Linked DNA regions of Macaca mulatta: region 1 is linked to region 2. The links are chromatin contacts, called in public Hi-C maps. All regions are on one chromosome and are shown on one strand. Each heading gives the region's core, a stretch centred on a gene start, on an enhancer-like site or on the middle of the called end of the contact. The rest is flanking DNA. Distances are from core to core; before and after follow the strand shown. Region 1 has its middle 48 kb from the start of TSPAN2. Region 2 has its middle 100 kb from the start of NGF.

Region 1 (7,193 bases), core at 831-3,330, 95 kb after region 2:
TGCTTTGTCTGCCTGGAATGCCTTTTCCCTAGCCTTGCTCTTAGTAGGTCTCATTGGTAGACCACATTTACTCTTTCCAACTTGCTCAAGAACAGCCTCTGCAGCAACGCTGTCCTCTCCTCCCATAGCCCCCTCCTTATGCATATTTCTATCCATGCTGGGACACTGGATTGTAATCACTGGTTTCCATGGCTCTCTCTTTCACAGATGATGAATGCCTCAAGAATAAGAGCGATGTCTCACTGACGTTTGTATCCCCAGCTCCTAGGGCTAGAGACATAGAATGCCTAGACTTCTATGTAGCTGGCCATGGAATGTCCCCAGCAGATGTAAAACTAACCACTTGCATTTTTATTTAACATTCTGATTGTGTGCCCCAAACTACAGGATGATCCTTCAGTGTTTTGGTGGGAACTGGAGTCTCCAAGAGCTAAATTAGCTGCCAGAAAAGAACTGTTTGCCATACACTGGAGACCCATCATCTCCTTCTGTGTTCCCAGCTTTTCATAAATGCCACTTCAGACTGTGGGATAGGCAGGTAAGAAGGTGGGCCACTCAACTTGTCCAGCAATGTCTTGTTTTCATGAAGTCATAGAACCTCAGAATTGAAAGGATCCCAGAAGCCATCACAGCCTTCCACCTAGGGCAGAACACCCCTACATTCCTTACAGATGCTCATCCAAACTCAGTAGGTCTCACCTCATCCTGGTGAGGAAGCCTGGCCTGCTCTTGACTGGTTATTAGAAAAATGCTTCCTCATTTAACCCAGGTAATCCCAGCGTTCCATGTATTCCTGTCTCAACACAATCTCATTCAAATAAGAGTCTAACAACCTAGAGTAGGTGAAAATGCAATTCAAAACATGCTGGGAGTTCTCAAAAATAACGAAAAAGCAATCATCCTCTTACGGTCCTCTTTCCTCATGTTTCTCTTTGGATCTCCTACTCAGTGTAGAGGCTCCCAAAACTCTCCCTCTTCTGACCATTCCCAACCAAGCCCGAAAGTAGGCTGCAGCCTTTCTCCACAAGACCCCCACCCCTATCCTGCACAACTAATGATGGTAGATACTCTCAGCCTCTCTTGCTTTTTAATTTTCTATTGTTTCCTCTCTTACCCCTCTCCCCAGATTCTACTCTACAAAACAGATCCCAGGAGCTTCTTTAGTATTGACAACACTTATTTTTAAAATTCTTTATAACATGTTGATGCAAATAGAAGCATCTGCATGTCAGGAAGCTGTCATACTTCTCTAATGTCTTTTCTTCTCCAGTCTACACCACCCCCATTTCTTCAACTGACCCTCCAATGGCACAGCTCCCAGAGCCCCAGCACTCCGATGTGGATAATAGTAATTATCCACAATAATTCAAGCGTGGTTTCACAACACATAAGACCGTGGAACTCCATGAAAAAGAAGCTTTATGAATGAAGCTGAAAAATGCATTACTTTTTACCACATTTTCTTCAAAAAAAAAAATAAAAAGTACAACCCTGTTCAAAACTGGACACTAACTTTCCGAGGCCCCACCACACTCCCATAAATAGGCATGTTGTGAGTAGAACGCCGATGGACGCGTGCCCTTAGCACGACAGGCGAGGCCGAGCACTCCTAGGAAGGCCACTGTGTGGGGTGACTTGAGGGTCTCTAGGGCAATCCCATCCTTCCCATCAAAAATATCCCCACCACCAGGACACATCACTGTGCCACGTCACTCAAAGGTATTAAAAGCAGTGGTAAGTCACAACTATCTGAGCAGCAGGAAGTCACTCTCAGCAATGGACACTAATTAGGGTCTTAACTGAAGTTATTTCAGATATTATTGGCTACCACTAAAGGAAGTAGGAAAAGTTCTGAATCTGCCATAGGTGAAGGTTGTGTACCTCCAGGGGGAGCATGAGGTGAGGTGAAGTGAGGGTAAGGCAAGGAGAGAAACAAAGGATCTGTGTGAAGAGAATGATGGCGCCTGTTAAGGGACTGGCCTGAGCCTAAGTGTGCCTGTGCAGCTTGGCTCAAGCTGCCAGCAACGGGAACCTAGCTGGTTTCACAAGGCTCCCAGGTGGAGCCACACTGCTGGCGGCCTCCAGTGAAGCACACGACCAGAGTGCCCTCTAGCGGGGGGAACGAGCGCTCACCACCCCTCAGGTCCAGGTATTAATAGATCAGCATGGACTTGAATTTTCCATTACCCTGCTTCAGTCATTCAGTCAACGAGCACTGGTGGAATTCCCACTATGTGCTAAACACTATGATAAACACCAGGGGGACGTGTGAATAGGCATGATCGCCACTCCCAAGAGGTTTATGGCCAGACTGAGGGGATGGGACGAGTCAGGGCAGGCGTGTGCGCCAAGGATGCAGGCTTGCAAAGGCAGAAGGGGTGGATGGGCCAGGAAGGTCTTCCCAAGAGAGCTGACCCTCATGCTGAGGAGATGTTTGCTGGACAGACAAGTGGGGGGTGGGCATTAGCACAAGCTGGAGATGTTCTGACGCCACCTGGAGATAAAGAAGGTGGGGGTCATGGCCAGAAAGGAAGCTGGAGAGGGGTGTACAGGGGGAGATCATGGAGAGCCTGGCCTTCATTCTAAAGATGACAGGAAGCCACAGAGGCATCAATCAATTTTGCAGATTTATAAAAGGATCACTCTGGTAAAGGGAGCAGCAGCTGAACTGCAGGGAAGCAAAATAGATGCCAAGTTTAAAAACGAAGGCCTAAATTAGGATCAAGATGAGGGAACGGCAAGGGGGAACAGATGCGAAGGAAAGAAGGTCAGCAGGACTTGGCGCAGATTGGGTGTGGAGGGTAAAGGAAATAGAAGGGTCTCCACTGTTAGTGGAGAGGGGACTCGACTAACTCAGCTCCAGTTTGGGAGGCTAGCTTGATGGTGATGTCATTCGTCAAGCTAGGAGTAAAGGAGAAGGAGCGGGTTAAGAAGAGAGATGGTAAGTTCAATTCTGAACATGCAGAATTGCATATGCTTGCCAGGGACACCAAGAGGAAATTCTGGGAGGTAACTGGTAATTGACTGTTGGGTCTGAAGCACTGGGAACTGATCTGGCAGTTGGCAGTGACCTATGGCATTGGAAGGGAAAAGCTCTCTCAAGGTAAGCATTCAACATGAAGAGAGAAAAGAGCTGAGGACAGACCCTAAGGGAAAGCTCATGTTGAAGAGGCAATCAGAGAAAGAGCAGTCCCCATGGAGACTAAGGAGATTGAGGTGGAAAGAGAACAAGAAAAGAGCTGAAGCCAGAAAAGAGGGAGCCGCAAGAAGAAGGGTATGACCAACCTCATGAAATGGCTACCAAGACAATGTCTTGCAATGAGTTGAGTTAATGGGCATGAGAGAGGGAGTTTTGTCTTGCCGGCATTCAGCTTTGTGATCTTTTCAATTTGGATTCTTAAAATGTCAGTTTTGTTTCCCTCTACCACTCTCTGTTCAGGACACTCAGTTAAACTATTTCTTAGGGAATGCAAACCCTTGGTTTGGTAACACCTGTCACAAGACTACGAGAAGGATTCAATAGGATCATTTACATAGAGCACCTAGAAAATTGCCCAGCACATAGTAGGCACTCAAAGTTAGCTTCCTCCCCCACTGAAATAACATACTTAGGAAAGTAAATTTAATAGAATACAGATGCAGGTTAGATTAGCTGGTCTCCAGGCTGACCGGGTCAGTGGTTCCACCACTGAACCAGGTAACCAAGAATGGTGTCAGGTCAGTACATAAACTCCACGAAGTGGGCGCTGTCATCAGGTGGCTCATGTGTTTGCTGGGGGTCAGAAATTAGATCCTGATATTCAGATTCATTACTAACCTTAATGACTCATTACAATACTGTAAAGATGGATACTATTATTCCCTATTTACAGGTGAGGACACTGGACTTACAGAGGTTCTATAACTAGCTCATTGTCACACATTCTGTCTTGCAAAATGGGGTCCCTTTTTAAACTGTGTCATCTTCAGGGTGTCCCTTTGGAAGATTTAGGATCAGAGGGAACGTGCGAGTGTGCACGTGTGCACACACACCTACACACACAGAGTACTAGATAGCAGCCACTCTGAGCCAAAGCCCAGTTTGTTCTCAGCCCTGCAGCTAGCTCATTATCTCATCCTTACTAAGCTTCTCTCATTGCTCAGTGCCTCAGTTTCTCTGTTTGGAAAATGAGACAGAATAGTCCTGTGCTTCCCCACTTCCTTCTAAGGAGTGGCCTTGATGAGATCATGTCTGGGCTGCAGGATCCATGGAAATAGGTGAAGCCAGAAAGTGACACTGAGCTGTTTGGCTTAGACAGAGGGGAGGCCCGTCCTCTGTCTCACTTTAAGTGAAAGTGCGCATTCAGAAGTCCTGGACCAATGTTATGATGCCTAATGATCAATTACTCACTTCTGAGGCCTAGAACAAATAGGAACCTGGGTGTTTCAACAATTTTTCACAATGAGAAGCAAGTAAATAAAAGCTATTTAATGATAAACCTTCAAACCAAATGGTGCTAGGCCAAGTCTAAACTAAAATGGCGTGAGGTCTGTAAATTGTTATATGGATTTTGGGACCTGGTTTCTTTACCCTGCCCACATTCCTAACCTTATCCCTCCCTCTGATTTTAAACTAGCCCCATTTCCAAGTGCCAAATCCAAACAAAGAAGCTGAGGACAACTTTATCGGATAGTGTAAAGAAATCTCTACAGGGCTCCTCCAAAACATCTCACACCTGAAGGTTATCAGTCTTACATTTTCTTCATCACCCCCAGCAGGTCCCCCTTTCCTCTCTCCTACCCTTCTTATCTGTCCCTTGCCCTCCTCTTCCCTATGTCTATACACACACACACACGCACACACACACACACCCCTCTAGCCATTCCAAGCTGTCAAGAGGGGCAAACCACCCTGAAGGTATCTTGCCCCCACAGCCTACGGAGGACACTCATGTGTCTGGACTGTTCCCTGGGCACCTGTTCACCAAGCCCATTCTGCCCTCTTGTCTACCTGCTCCTGAAAACCCACTTCCTCTGGAAGGGCTTCTTAGATTAATTAGATAAAAGCAGCTTCCCCAACCCCACCTGCCTCTATCTGTATCTTAAAGCTGTTTCCACAAAGCACTTTCCTATCTCAATTACTCATTCATCACTTTTTCTAACCTCCAAAATGCACTTACCCTTTTTGTGTAACTGATGTTTATTCTCTACTGGTCAGTTATGTAACTTTCTGATGTCTTCCCATGTTCATGAGTGTCCCAGACTTATCTAATGTCAGCATGGGAAGACAATGAGTTCTCTGGCAGCAACAAAACGGCATTAATAAAGAATTTGTAAAGATGAGAACAACGATGATCACATTCTACAATTATTTATTGAGCTCCTCCTATTTGCTCAGCAGTGTGTTATCTTGGGGTGGTGATTTGAGACAGCCATTAAAAATCTATGAAGTACAGTCCTTACAAGAAGAAAATGTTATCAGTTTCTCACTGAACACTACAAATCAGAATTTACAAAGCTTTCTCCAACATTGGCATTGGACCTTCATTTCTGTTAGATAAGTTGGCCATTGTTGCTTGTCATCAGATGTCATCATTCCCATCTTACAGGTGAGGAAATAGAAGTGTGGGGACATTCGTGGCTTGTCACAGTTCACACAACACAGAGTGTCGGAGCAGGGACTCCTGAGTATGGATCCAGGGTCTGGGGAAGCAACGAAAGCAAGACACCCCCAGACACAAACACGAGCCTCTAAGGGAAGTAACCAAAACTGTAGGTGGTGGGTGCCAAAAGAATACGTGTAGATGACACACGTTACAGGCATTCAAAGAATCACGATGAAGAGTCAGCCACACGGAGAGTCTCAGACAGACAAAAGATAAACACTGCCCAGAAACGGCCTTTGGGGACAGCGCAGAGTTACTGCCCTTTGGGTCAATATCCTCTGCTCTGAAACAGCATCACACTGCCTCTTGTCGGGCACAGAAAACAACATCAGCATTCTCTAGTGAATCATTTTCTGGGCACCAGTATTAGGAAATAGTTTGACTTTAAATGGCATCTACATCCTAAAGGAAACTAAAAGAAGCACTTTCTACTGCTGTGACCCATGAGTTCTTCCAACTAGACTCTCCAGGAAGCGGAGGCAGCTTTCCTCCCTGATCCCTCGGTCTCCCCGCTCTTGGCACTCGCCCCACCTCCCCCTCCCCGCCATGCTTGCCCGGCACTCACAGGACTTCTGGGTTGCGGTGGAGTCTGCAGATCCATTTACACTGAGATACTCACATGTGTGTGTGCCTGGGGACATTCCACTGACTTTCATTCTCCAGGTCTCTAAGAAATGACTTAGGCTAGCATAAATTCTGTTTGCATAAGACTGAGACTAACCAATCTTTCCTCTTGTCGTGGGGGTTTCTTGAAGGATGCAAGGACCCAGGCACCCAGAGAAAGCCAAAAGGCCTGGCATTGCGGGGTGGGAGCAGCACGCAGAAGCTGGCTCTAGATCTGCAGTAGCCCTCAGGCCCTCGATAGTGGGACTTTGTACATTTCCACCTAATGTTCTGCATTGACAGATAACGACTTTTTCTGTCCCTTCCTTAGCACTGAACGGCTCTCTGATTCCCCATACTCTCTGTTGCTTTCCCACACCTCAGCGCTCCTGCTTCTCAGAGCACCTGCTCTTCCACGTGCCCATCCGGGCTGCACTCTCTGCAACATCGTGATCTTGCAGCGTCAGTCCCAGTGCTATCCATTCTCTCAGTGTTTTCTGGTTCAGAGACTTAGTGGGGAATCTGGCTTGGCCAGGCTCCTCTTTTCAAATGAGCCATGCCACTGGCAAGCCTGTGGATTAGTGGCACTTGAGTCAGATGCCCTGACCAATCCAGGGCCAGTCTTGGGCAAAAATAAAAGCTTTGGGCTATTTTCCAGAGCTAGGAGCTGTGAGTGAAAAGTTGGGCAGATAAGACAATGACTGCCAAGTCCCTGCACTCAGATGTATCTCTCCTTTTCCCTTCCACAATGACTTTAGGTTAGGCTTTTTTACTTCACACCTGGAATTCCAAAATAGCCTTCAGCTGAATCCCTGCTTCCCACTCTGAGCCAGGCTTTAAACCCTATTTTTGCTAAAGTACTGTTTCTCTCTCTGTGTCTTTGGATTATTCTCTGGTGCTTCCATTTGTCTATTTCCATTGTCTAGTTGACTCATTAACTAGACT
Region 2 (6,706 bases), core at 3,386-5,885:
TACTTCCATTTTTAACAATTCTAATGCATTGTGCATCTGATTCTGCAGTTTATTGTGTGTTCTGATTCTAGCACATGATGGCTGTGTGTGTGTGTGTGTGTGTGTGTGTGTGTGTGTGTGTTGAAAATATTCCTACAGAGGATTTTCATTTGATTCTTCCATGGATCTGGGTAGACTACCAATCCTGACACCTCTGTAAAGTAAATATTCAGCTTGGAGGTTGGTTTTTAAGTTTTAGAGTTGTTGGGGAGTTTGGTCCCAGATACCTGTGAAGGCAAACTTGAGGTGAAGACTTCTTGCAGAAGGCTTTTACCTTATTTCACTCCACCCAGAATCAAAGCCAAACAGGCAAGGTTCCCCACAATCTTGATGGTGTGAAGTTTTATTCTAACTGACCACTGAGGATTCTGCCTTACAGTGATGCCAGCTTCATGTAGTAGTTGCAGATCTAACTACACTCTCACTTTACATGGGCTTTATCTTCTGCCTAATTAAAGTCTAGGCTCTAGGCCATGAGGGATCCACATATGCTCCATGACAAATGCAGGCCATAACTCTCTTGTCATTTTCAGGCTTTGAAGATGTATTTTACTTTCCCACCAACTTAGAAAAGCATTTAAATAAATTATCCAGCATTTTTAGGTGTTCTAAACTTGGAGGATTTCTCCAGTCTCTTTCATGTCATTAGAAATAGAAATTCTTTCCTCTGAGTTTTCACAGTGATGTTAAATTTTCTTTGTCATGTAGTATTTTTTGGTGCTCTCCATGGACAATTTTTCCTCTTCATTCATCCTCTTATGAGGCAGGAACTATATACTATGAGTCTTTGCCAACACCAGGGTATATGAATTGTCCTTGAGTCCACTCTAACTCCTAGTCTAATGGATGGCTCCTCCATTCAACAGATAAAGGGTGGGTTGATATTCACAGCTCAAGTTACTACTATGTTTAACAGACTTTCATCTAGTTCAACTTCAGTGGCATTTTTTCCTAAACTCATTGTTTGAGTCTCTAATACCTTTAACAAACATGGTTCCAGGAAATCTATAGTTTCCAGCATATATTGTTATCAATGTTGTTGTTCTCTCTGACTCTACCTACTTTACCCATGAGAACCACACCTATTTAAATGAAATGTTCAATCACTAGTTTCTCCAGCTCTTCCCTCCATCTTTTCTCCAATTTCTGTTCATTTTTGTCATCAGAATTATTTTCTAGAAGTACAGTGACTTTTCCCAATACAATGATACTCTTTTCGTAACTGACCAGACTATATCTGTCTACAAATAGAAGAAGATAAATGAGTGGTGGAAGAACAGTTTTCAGGTAGATCAAAATGCTCTATCCCATTCCCTAAATGAATGTTCTCCTGTTTTATGCTTTGTAAACATCCTCAGCCTCTGGTCAATGAAGCAGACATCAAGGAATTATGAAATTACTTCCCCCCGCACCTTAGGTGTTTTGTTTCATGAAGTTAAATAAATAAAACCTGGCTGTGTCATAAAGAGAAACCTATGCAAGTTTTATTCCTCTAATTTAGCTCCATGTTTCTTATATTAAGGAGATTCTTCTTAGATTATAGCACGAGATTGTCCATTAATACTAATTTTTAGTGTTACAGGGTTTTTTTTTTTTTTTTTTTTTTTTCTGGTCCTTCAGGAATATTTATATCTTTCGGATATTTTGAGAAACTGTATCAGAAACTGCAAGCCATATGCCATTTAAACAAGAAGACCCTTCCTTGGCCTTCACAAATTACATGAAAATATGATGCTTTCACCCAAAGTTTGTGTCTTCCATATCCCTGATAGGTTGGCAAATGTTTCCATAGGAGGCTGGTATGCTGAGGGATTCCAAATATCTTGGATCAAACTTGAGAGTGATGACTGCGTCATGCTCATCCCCCTACAAGAATATATACCAGTTGATAGAGGCAAAAACCAACCCAGATGACCAAGCTAAGCCTATGGTCTCAGGAAAATATTTATATAAACAACCCCTTCCTCCCTCTGACCTATCCCTGATACCAGGCCTCACTCCCAGGTCCACTCCTCTCACCATGGAGGCCAATGTTCAAAGCTTCCTTTGCCAAGTTTTAGGTTTCCTCCTAATGACAATACTTCCTCCTTCCCCAATCACCAAATCCTTGATTTTCTTAGCAGTTCCTCACAACAGCAGAAGCTGCTCATGTAATTGCTGATGAAAGGAACAAAGTGAAAACAGAGAATCCCTTGAAGATTGGACATCCTTGGGTGGGTGAGGAATCCTTTTACTAGCAGAATTAGGTCTAGTCAGCTCTTCCTTAATGTTCTGAGACATCAAGACAAGTCAATAATTTCTCATGTGCATTTCCCGATGTTCCTCATAGTCAACGAATGAATATTTTGCCCCTGGGTTAGAATAATAATTTCTGCATCACTCCACCTGGGTAAGTGGCATTGTAGGCATCCAGAAACCTCATACCAATTAACATTTTCTGCCAAGTATATGCATTTTAAGAACCCCACCCAGATTAACAAATAAACTTTCACTTACTAACTGAATGACTGGAAATGGCCAAGCTTGGGAATTCTCAAGGTTGTAGCCTCAATGAGAGAACTATTAAATAATTTTGCAGTTCAGCAATCTTACTCAGGGATGATGGATATGTGCCAGTTTTAATAAAGCCTTTAGTGTTGGGCTGAAGGGCTCTGTCATTGGACCTGCTTAGTTAAAATTATAGATGACACAAAGCTGGGAGGAACCACTAGTGGGTGGATTGACAAGTTAAGATCCAGTAAACAGACAAAGCAATGGCCTGAAACAAATGGGGAAAGAGAGAGAGCTTTTAACTAAGAATAAAATTATCTGCATTTAGAACTAAAACATTAAATTGCTTAATATAATAGTCTAATCAGGGGAATGCATAAGTTGATAGCAACTCCTATAGAAATATCTTGAGGTATTAATTTATTAGACACTAAATATTAAACAACCATGTAATCTGATTAGACGAACAAACAAAAACCCTCTGTAATACTATCAGCCTAAATCCAGACCAAGGGAGATTATAACCTCCCATTCACTACACTGTCAGAACCATCCTGGGGTAGTGTTCAGGTGCCATAAGTTGAGAATGCTGGAAAACGTGGGCATCCTCAGAGAAGAGCGACTGGGATTATAAAGGATCTAAAAGATCTAGAAACTCTATTACATGAGAAAAAAATCAGATAAACCAAGTGATGGGGGCTGAAAAAGAGAAGATCACTATTTTTAATGATTTAAAGTGCTGTCAGATGAATGAGGCAGCAGATTTACCTCTGCTTGGTCTATTTTACAGAACTCAGACCAAAGACAGAAAATTTTGAGAAGGGAGATTTATTTCAACTTAAAAAAGAATATCTAATCAACTTCAGCTGTACCACAATGAATGGGCTGTCTCATAAAGTAGTGAGCTCTTTATCACTGGAATCATTCAAGAAGAGTCTAGATGACTATCAGGAAATTTACCAAAATAATTCTTTGAGGGGGGTGGTGAGAGTTGGACAAAATGATCTCCAACCTTAAGAAGCTCTGATTTTAAAATTATTTTATACTAAGGTTTTAATGACTAATATGTATAATATGACCATCTGACACACACAATGACTAATGGTACCACATTAGGCATTATCACAGACATTATCACAGGACTTGGGAGATAAAATTTTTGTCTAGGGTAGGGCAAGGAGGGTCTTCTTAATGCATTTTCACTGGCAACTTCACTGTTGCACAAAACTGGTTTCGGTTTATTATGCTTGCCTGCATCAGTCTCCTTCTGAGTTATTGAGGACCGAGAGCACAGAGAGGAAGGAAGAGAACACATTTTATGTTTATTAAGCCTCTGTGAATTTTAACCATGCACTTTTATATATATTACTTCATGTAGTTTTCAAGACAACCTAGAGCAGTAGAAAAGTATTAGGCCTATTTTACGTTTGAAGATAGGACATCCAGAAAAGGCAAGAGCCAAAGGTCACCCACCTAGTAAATGAGACCGATAACATCATGACAAAGAAAAAGCAGAGGATACATGGGCTCTTTCAAAGTCCGTCTTATGGAATTATTCAGATGAAAAGAGCTTTAGAGGCTCTATATTCCAACCCACCTATCAGTAACATGAAGTCCTTCTTAGTTTTGGAAAATTGGCTTTGTGCACTTAGGTCAACCTAATAAGAGAATAATAAAGCTGACTTTTCAAAACCTAATGACTCTCATGGCTCTGTCCTTCCCAACTTTACCTACTTCAGACCAGGCTCCTGTTGCAGATACCCAGTACAGATTAATGAGTGCCTGGCCTTGGTGGCAGAGCCCACAGCAGACTATCCCCACAGGATCCTGGAGCTCACCACTGGAATCTGGAACCTGGTGTAGTCTCAGGCCAAATTTCAGTTCTTGCCAGTCTAGGCACCCAGAGAGCTGCCTCTGTTACAAACCACCCCATAGGCCTGCACTCCAGGGAGCAAGGCTCAGTGGGAAAGAATGTGTTCCTAATATCCGTGTCATTGGTTTCGTTTCTTTCTCTGAATTTCCTCACTGGGCTGTGGATGCTTCCATGCTGTCTCAGAGAGAAGGCCCCAAGATGCAATGCTTTCCACCCCATAACTTCCTTTCATTCCTGCAGGCAGCCTTGGGTGCAGTCCAGCCTCAGAGCCAGTGCAAGGGGTGGAAACTCACGGCTTCCTGGTGTGATTCATTGGCCTTTCTGTTCCCAGCTTGTGATATATCCTGGCTCCAAAGTTCATTAAATCTTTGAAGAGGAGCCCAGGAGAATTGAGTGACGTGGAGGGAAAAAAGAGAGAGAGAGAGAGAGAAGGAGAGGAAGGAGAAAGGAAAATGTATTGGTCCCTAGCATCCTTCAGAGCAGAGATCAAGAACAGGTTTAGCTAGTTCTCTAAATTCTAAAACAGTAAGCTCTGCTGAGGTCTCAGCTCACTCTCCTGGCTTCTAGCATGCTGTTCCAGACCGGAAAAAATACCAAGTTGTGTCAGGTATTCTCCCTGCCCTTGGAAAGTTCATGCCTCCTGGTAAAGTCTTTTTGGACCCTCGAACTCACAATGCTCCCTTCCACTGTGATCTCATAGCACTCTACCTATTCTGTGAGTCTGCTTAAGTCCCTCATGGCATTAGAAGCACACTAAATCCAAGAACAAGATTTTAATCATCTTTATATTCACAAAGCATCTAGCACAGTGCCTGGCACACATTAAATGATCAATCAATGTAAAATGAATGCAGTCTTACTGGGGAGATAAAAGATATATAAGTACAGATTAAAAGTACATGCTAGGCAGTACAAGTGGGGAATAAATGGGGGAACCCCAGGTGGTACGTCATCTCACATGGCTCTAATCCCAGCTTGGCCATTAATAGCTGTGTAAACTTGGACAGTTTGCTTCTACCCTCCAGACCTTGCCAATCCAGGCACCCAAGCTTTCATGTCTGTAAAATCAAGGGGCTGATAAAGGATTTAGAGGAAGCCCCAAAAAGAAGGTTCAGAGGTGGGAGACATCTAAAGGACTGGACTGAAAAGGCCATGTAAACTCAATACTTTCTGGTAGTTCCCGCCCTCAACTTCTCCCTTGGAGGTAGGGCTGCCCTCACCGAATTGCATCTCCTGATTCTTTTGCCATCAGGAAGTGAAGGGCCTCAGGTGGAGGAATCCTCTTGTGAATATCTGCTTTTACGGGCTTCTGTCCATACCACTTGCCCATTCTGTTTCAAAATGGAAGCAAACTTTCTGGTGTCTGAATTCCTGAATATACTTTCTCCCACCATTTTGAATGCTGAGGCATCTGCCCATCCCCAATTTTGAAGCACTTAATATTCCATAATTACATCTGCAATTGCATCTGGCCCCTGGGATGCAATTTATCTGCTTTGGGAATTGCAATTCATTGAAAGACTATGTTGCGGGCCCTCTCACCAGCTCCTTACCTCTCTCAGGCCTCTACCCATTTTTATCACTGGTCCACACCTTTCCTATGTGGAAGATATTCTCCTTTATGGAGACAATGGATACAAAATTAGTTTGAGTAGTTCTGGTTTCTTTCATTGTCCATTAACATTTCACCAGCCATCCAAAAAGTAGACCTGTGTCTCCTTTGATCATCTTCGGCAGTTTGGGAATTCTGACACTCTTCTTACATGTCTCTGTTAACCTTGGGTAGGTCTTCCCTCCATGTGTTAGATACGAGTTCTAAATTTCTCTTCAAAGACTCAATATGTCAGCATGTTCAATTCTTTGCCTTCTACTTTTAAACTTAACTTCCTCCTAAAGCAGCCTTCACACACACACACACACACACACACACACACACACACACGTCTTTGGATATTATTTATATGAAACATATAAAATATGTTATGGAGATTATAAATATATCCACAGTATATTGTGTGTGTATGTATGTATGTATAATCTCCAAAGACACATATATCCCACAGCACCACACTATCTTCTGTCTTCCTCCCTGGGCTGAAGTCTTTCTTTTATTTACGCAATCAATCCCGGGCACCCACTTCGATCCCCATCTCGTTCCTCAAGACACATTTCCTTCTGACATCTTCTATCCTGCTTTATTCCTTCTACCTTGGCTGAGTGTCCAGGACTCATTTATTACCTAATAATTTGAAGCATAACGGTGCAGTGCTCAGGTTCTTTTGCCTTTTCTTCCTGAAAGGACAT

Evidence for each region. A called contact is a pair of places that touch in the nucleus more often than the background predicts.
Region 1: a contact with region 2 is called in a Hi-C map of fibroblasts, with 2.4 times the contacts expected there. The contact joins two enhancer-like sites. A contact is called at or near these places in 2 of 14 Hi-C or Micro-C datasets (fibroblasts and liver).

The regions. Positions count from the first base shown.
Region 1 is chr1:125,126,746-125,133,938 of T2T-MMU8v2.0, forward strand. No RefSeq gene overlaps it. Among named protein-coding and RNA genes, the nearest start is that of TSPAN2, 48 kb to the right of the region's middle. Within about 2 kb of position 2,081, at least 3 of the 40 cell types and tissues checked have an H3K27ac peak or open chromatin away from gene starts, as enhancers often do.
Region 2 is chr1:125,029,611-125,036,316 of T2T-MMU8v2.0, forward strand. No RefSeq gene overlaps it. Among named protein-coding and RNA genes, the nearest start is that of NGF, 100 kb to the left of the region's middle. Within about 2 kb of position 4,636, at least 1 of the 40 cell types and tissues checked has an H3K27ac peak or open chromatin away from gene starts, as enhancers often do.